Regions from separate parts of the Ovis aries genome. Here region 1 is linked to region 2. Evidence: chromatin contacts called from public Hi-C data. All regions are on one chromosome and are shown on one strand. The core of a region is the stretch at or near the end of the contact, and the rest is flanking DNA. Distances in the headings are between cores, read along the strand shown. Region 1 overlaps KALRN (kalirin RhoGEF kinase). Region 2 has its middle 20 kb from the start of KALRN.

The links. A called contact is a pair of places that touch in the nucleus more often than the background predicts.
Region 1: a Hi-C map of liver shows a contact between it and region 2, with 2.5 times the contacts expected there. The contact joins two enhancer-like sites. A contact is called at or near these places in 4 of 16 Hi-C or Micro-C datasets (hypothalamus, liver, muscle and 1 more).

What each region holds. Positions count from the first base shown.
Region 1 is chr1:189,541,424-189,544,399 of ARS-UI_Ramb_v3.0, forward strand. The region is part of intron 5 of KALRN (kalirin RhoGEF kinase); the gene reads left to right. Among named protein-coding and RNA genes, the nearest start is that of KALRN, 260 kb to the left of the region's middle. Within about 2 kb of position 1,503, at least 24 of the 54 cell types and tissues checked have an H3K27ac peak or open chromatin away from gene starts, as enhancers often do. A contact at or near this core is called in liver, where this site is marked.
Region 2 is chr1:189,264,978-189,268,251 of ARS-UI_Ramb_v3.0, forward strand. No RefSeq gene overlaps it. Among named protein-coding and RNA genes, the nearest start is that of KALRN, 20 kb to the right of the region's middle. Within about 2 kb of position 1,689, at least 5 of the 54 cell types and tissues checked have an H3K27ac peak or open chromatin away from gene starts, as enhancers often do. A contact at or near this core is called in liver, where this site is marked.

The DNA of each region.
Region 1 (2,976 bases), core at 253-2,752, 280 kb after region 2:
CTGTCCTTGAAACAGCCATAGAGGAAAGCAAGGCTCCTCAGGTGCAGGTGACCACCCCTCCCCATGCACGAGCTATGCCTGAGACACTTGTCAGCCCCTGCCATGCATGAGAGCAAAGAGCGTACTTGTCATATTCTCCTACAAGCTTGCAGCCAGAACTTCCTGCGGTTTATCCAAGAAATGTCTATGCATTTTTATATTCTCTGAGGTCTATGCAAACAAAATAATGTTTCTTTCATGTTAGTCACCCTGAGAAGATGGGTGAAGAGCATCACGGTGGGCAGCAGGACAGTGCACTAAGGGTTTTGTGCTTGTTGTGTTTGCTGTTTGTATGTCCTGTTAACTGTACTAGCAGTTCAGGACATCCACAGGATGCCCTGTCACGGACAGAGCACCCACTGCTGTTTCCTGCCCTTTCCCTCTCAGGTGCAAACACTGCTGTTCACTCCCCAGAGCCCAAAGCAGGACCCTAAATCTCATTCTGCCTGGGTGACCAGGACCACTGGGCCAGGGTGGAAGAAACACACTGCTCCCCTCCCTGCCCCACGCTTGGCTCACTGCCTCTTCTCTTGGCCGCCTCTCCAACCCCCACACGCCTTGAGCCAACAGTGTCATTTGTCAGACTGAAGTGCTATTGTTGTCATGATATGAAATCTTTTTTTGAATGTCGGTTTTTAAAGTGTTCTCACACCCCTGACCTTAGAGATTTTCTGGTCCAGCCCTTCCTTTTACATAGAAAACTGACCCAGAGCAGAGACCCACCCAGAGTCACGCAGTTGGTGGCTCCTCATTTGGCCTCCTGTCTGTCGGGGAGGGTGAGGGGTGTGAATGTGAGCACCATTTTACTTGAGAAAGTTGAGATTTGGCAACGGTGGGAGGTGTGCCTGGGATAGTGTCAGGTAGGCAGTGGGAAGGTGGGCCCTCTGTTCTGTGGCTGGGCTTCCTCCCCGTCCCCAACGCACGCACACACACAACACACACAACACATACACACACACCCAATACTCCTCCCCTCCCCAACACACACACACACACACAACACACACACACCCCCATACTCCTCCCCTTCCCCAACACACACGCACACACACACTCCCCAATATTCCCCCCGCTTCTCAACACACACACCCACACACACCCCCGCCCCCCAATACCAATCTTGCCCTTGCCCTGCAGGAGAAAGAGTGCATAGGCCAGTAACCTAGGAGGTGGCTAGAGAGACTGGGGTGGAGTGGAGGCTGGTGGCCACCTGACCTGTGACCTTATCCCTGCTATGGTAAGAGGGCAAGCACTGGTTGGTCTTCTAGGGAGCATGTTGACAAGTTTCTGTGACTCATTTGCTTGAGCCCTTGGCGTTGGGAGGGAGGCCTCCAAGAACTACGACCTTTGAGATGAAGTCTTTGCTGGGTGGCTTGTAACTTCCTGCTCCCTTTGGAGAAAGGTCCCCGGTGCCCCTCCTGCTGCCTCCCTCCTGCTGAGGCTGTTCCACTGCCCCGCCCCCTCCCGCTGCCTGGCTCAGCTCAGGGCAAGGAAGTGTGTCTGTGTCCCACCCAGCCCAGGACACTGCGTCCTGTATTATTTCCAGCCTGTTGGTCCTGGGAATCTCTACTTACTCGTTTTCATTTCCTCCCCTTGAACATTAGAAACATTAGATTCCAAAAATAATCCACATCACAGTGTTTTGCAGAATGCCTGTGTGCATGTTTTCTCCTGAAGCTGTTTTTCTCCTCCTTAGCACCCGTTCTCCCGCTCTGTCCTTCACTCTGCCTCATGCTTGGGACACCGTGTGCTCAGTGTCCGCTGAGGTGGCCAGGCCTGCGTGGGAAGTGGGTGTGAGAAGCAGTGGAGCAAGGAGCGGCAGGAACACTGGGCACAGCAGGCTTGACTCCTCCCCCCACCCTCCCAGGTCTCTTACGAGGGCTGGCAGTAGCCTGAATTGTCATACGTGTCATAGGTGGCCTCCCATTACATGTGGACCCCACATGACCCTTCAGAACTGAGAACAGGGACACTATGCAAACAGTACTTCCCAGAATCTGGGTTGTTACTCTGAGTCTGTCTGCAGCAATTTAGATGAGCTAGGAAAGAAGGACGCTCATCAGAGATATAAACAGAAATTGTTTCCCAAGATTTCTTCCCAGCCATTTTACTTTGAAGAATCCACTTTCCTCCCTTCCCTTCACCTTCTGTCCTCCCTACTGCGCCCCTTCTGCTTCCTCTCCTGTTGGTGACCCTCTTCTCTGTGCCCACACACCTCCTCTAGCCTGTTACCCCAGCCTTCTAGGATGCATTCGTTCTCTCAGAACTGATTGTTTCACTTCCCTTTTGTGGTCTTGTTTTGTGGTCTCGCTTCCTTCCTTGGGTGGTTCCCTGTGTGGCTCAGGCCTCCCATGGAGAGCAGCGTGCATAGGCCACCAGAAGACCCAGCCAAGACTTCTAGAAAGAGCACTGGCATTACAATCACAAGAGATGAGTTTTGAATCACAGCTTAGCCACTTGCTAGCTGATTGACTATCTATGGCCAGTTTGCCCTCTCTGAGCAGTTTCTTTATCTGTAAAATGTAGATTTTTAATACATGCTTTAGGATTGTTGTATGGATTATAGAAAATGTGTCTGAAGCACCTAGTATGCCAGAAGCCCAGTAGGTGCTCAGCAGATGGTAAGTTTATGGAGACCAGTTGGAGCTGGGCCATCAAGAGTGGAAGAGGCATGGGGGTTGGGGGGCTTTCTTGCAGGGCATGGGAAGAAGGGCAGAGAGTACACGGTCATCCACAACATGGGTACTGGAGCAGACAGTGGGCAGATGTGACTGCAAAACATAGAGGTGAGGTAGGGCCCTGGTGTCTGGGGAAGCTAGAGGAAGGAAGTTAGAAGTGTGTGCCCAGTTTGGCAGGATCTAAAACACTGTTGCTGAAGACAAGCCAATTAAATAAATGCCAGATACTGTACTGGGAACGGGCCATTGGAAGATGAAC
Region 2 (3,274 bases), core at 439-2,938:
GTAGATTTTAAAAAATTATTATTGTTTCATTTTGGTTTCATTTTGTGTAAAAATAGAACTGTGATAGGTCTTTGTGATTTTTTTCCTCTCTAACTGAATATCCCGTTGATACTCCCTAACACTCTGTCTCACCCCCTGAAAGAGAATAAATTGAGAACGAATGGAACCACAGCTCAGAAACCTGAGCACTTCCCATTTTGACTTTTCTTGGAATAATTTGATGAAAAGCCTGTGCTGTGGTTTTCAATGGCATCTTCTGTCCCTACCCATCTTCTGTCCCTACCCCTAAGCTCCTGAACATGATTTATATTTCCCTATTTTAAGCTAGTACAGATTTATGAGACTTTAAACACCGTAGTTGAAGTTATTGGAAGTTTAAAGGGATTAAGCAGATCCAGCGGCACCTGGAGATATAGAGGTGGTCGAAAAGATTTATCAGCATTTCTATGTTAAAAACTGCTTTTCAAGGACTGTCATAGCCTGGGTCTGAATCTATTTATTTGGGCAGAGGAGTGAATTTTTAGAATTTGTCTCAGATGGAAAAAAGTCCATCCCTCTATGGCTTCCAACTTTGTTTTGGAGGACTGTGCCTCTGCCCTTCTCTTCATCTTTCACATCCAGCTTGCTCCGTCTTCTCTGGGGTTTCCCTTCTCTCTGGTCCTGTCTTCTCTTAAGCGCTTGAACTCTTGGGATCCCTCTGTGTTCATGTATTCACAAGCTCAGCTCTGACCCATCAACCTAACAGTAGCTGGAGCGAGCTGACCCTCCAGGGCAGGGCTGTGGTGGATAATAGATGGCTGCGGGGGTGGGAATGCCTCATGCCACAGGGGTGACAGATCCCTGTGTTTACACCAGAGGGTGCAATGACTCCGTGGCTGAGAGGGACTGGCTGGAGCCTGAAGTTTCCAAATAAAATGCCCATTCAAGGCAAAGCAGGCACAATTCCCAGGCAGTTAGGTTTCGGAGAAGCCGTATTGAGCGACACTGAAAATAGGTTCAGGGCACAAAGTGGGCACGCACTCTTGGTCAAAGTCTACCAGTTCTGGGAAGAGCCAACATTTTTCTCATTGCCAGTAATTATTTTCATCAGCCTCTGCTTCTTGCCTCTCAGGTTTCCTCCAAGTCCTAGCTATGCGCACCCTGTCAAATCAGTGTGGGTGCTGGAAAGATGAACTCATTTTAACAGCCTGAACCAGACATCGCTGGGAAAGAAATCAGAGACGCTATTCCAAAGTCAAGTAAAAATAACTTTTGTTGAGTACCTACTCTCTGATTCCACTTACATGAAACCCTAGAAAGGACAAATCTAATCTATAGTGACAGGAAGAAAGTTGGTGGTTGCCTGAGGCCAAAGTAAGGGAAGTCTGATGGAGATGGGGCACGAGAGTATTGCGATGTTGGAAATGTGCTTTGTTTCAACTACGGTGACGGTTGCTCAGGTATATAACATTGTAAAAACTCATTAAAATGTGGACTTTTAGGGTGTAAATTATACCTTGATTTTTAAAAATGTATCTGCTGTGCATTCATACTCCTTGCCTCCTCTTTTAGCACAGACAATGGAAAGCTGAGAGTAAATCTTAGAATGCTCCCCCATCCATGGATGGTTGTTCAACCAGCCAAAGCTGTGTATTCATACAGGGCGTGGGGCTAATCCAAAGCAATAGATAAACACCTAATCAGCTATAACTGACTATGGAATGTTCTCTGTGCCTTTACCTTCCCTGAATACAACCTGACTGACAGAGGCAGGAGGGAGCAAGCAGCCAAGAAATGTGGTAGGCGAAGCCAGATTAAACAATTACCAGGGAGAGGAAACAAACGAGTGAATGACCACACAGATGATAAAGAATTTTTGACTTCGTAATATGAGCCGTGCATTGTATGAAAGTGTAAAGGGTTTGGTGAATTGAAGCAGATGCTCATTAGAAATCAAACCAACCACACCGAATGGTCTTGGCATCTGGATAACAGGAGGTCTTCACCAACTCCATCTTTTCCACATTTCTAATTAAATTTGTGATATTGCTTAGGTCAGGCACAGAGCCCTATTCATTTTGACATCCAAATATCCATTTTAAAGTTGGCCAGGATAACCCAAAGAATGATGTAACTAGATCGAGAATGGAATTAAGATTTAGGACACTGGATTTTTGTCCCTGCTGTGTGACCTTCTTTAAAAAATCACTTTATTTGCTCACTTATTTATTTATTCAATAAAATTCTTGAGTACCTACTACAAATCAGGCTGTTGGCAAGACCCTGGGGATACATGGCTCTAGGCTTTGCTTGCCTCATTTGTAAATGCTGTTCTGGGGTCCCTGCGGCGTCCTACCGCTGTACTGATGGATGGCATGGGCAGTGACGTGGTCAAGCTCTGAAAACCACGATGCTGTGCCTCAGAGATAAAACTGCCCAGGAGGAACAACAAAGGGAGGGGTCCCTAGCTTCTCTAGTCTGTATCTTTGCAGAAGGTAATTCTACGCCACTTAAAACATCTTTGCCATGAAAAGTTCCATGGAAATAAAATTAAGCATTTTAGTTTTGTTTGTCAAAAAAAAAAAATGCTCTTAAAACCCTCTAAGATAGTTTTTAAATTAATTCCTTACTGCTTCAAAGCACAAGCTCACATATAGTTACAAATGAAGTTCACATTTGATCTAGTGCAGGGAACTAGACCAAGGCTCTTGTCCAGTCTTTGTCCCTGATTTGCAGTGTTCCGAGTCCCACTGACCCACCCTCTCCCCAGGCAAAATTTAGGAGTAAACAGACAGAAAATTTCTCCTCTCGTCGAAGTCTTTCTCATACTTATCGTTAAGTGCACGAGATCTGTTCTCTTTCAGTGCATCAAACCAACTCTCAGAAAGGTCTGAGAGAGGGATTCAAATTATGCTCTGTGATAATATATGACACCGGGAAAGTTCCCTAACCTTTCTGTGCCTTGGATTCTTCATCTGGTAATGGGAATAACAATATCTACTTTGAGCTATGCAGTTTAAATAAGATAATGGGTATAAAAAGTACCTAGCACAGTGTCTAGCCAATCGTGTTTACTTGGTGTTTACTCAAGTCTAACCACTTGAGTGGTTTCTATTTCCAGATAGAAACTTCTGGAGTTTCTATCTTCAGAAATGAAGTCTGGAGATAGAAAAAGTCTACCATAGGCTAAGAAGTATTCCACCAGTTCTCAAAATGGAGGAACCAGGACCTTCAGCCTTTGTTGCATTGATAACTACCAAAGGACCTTCAGACCACTAAGCTCAGTAGAACATAT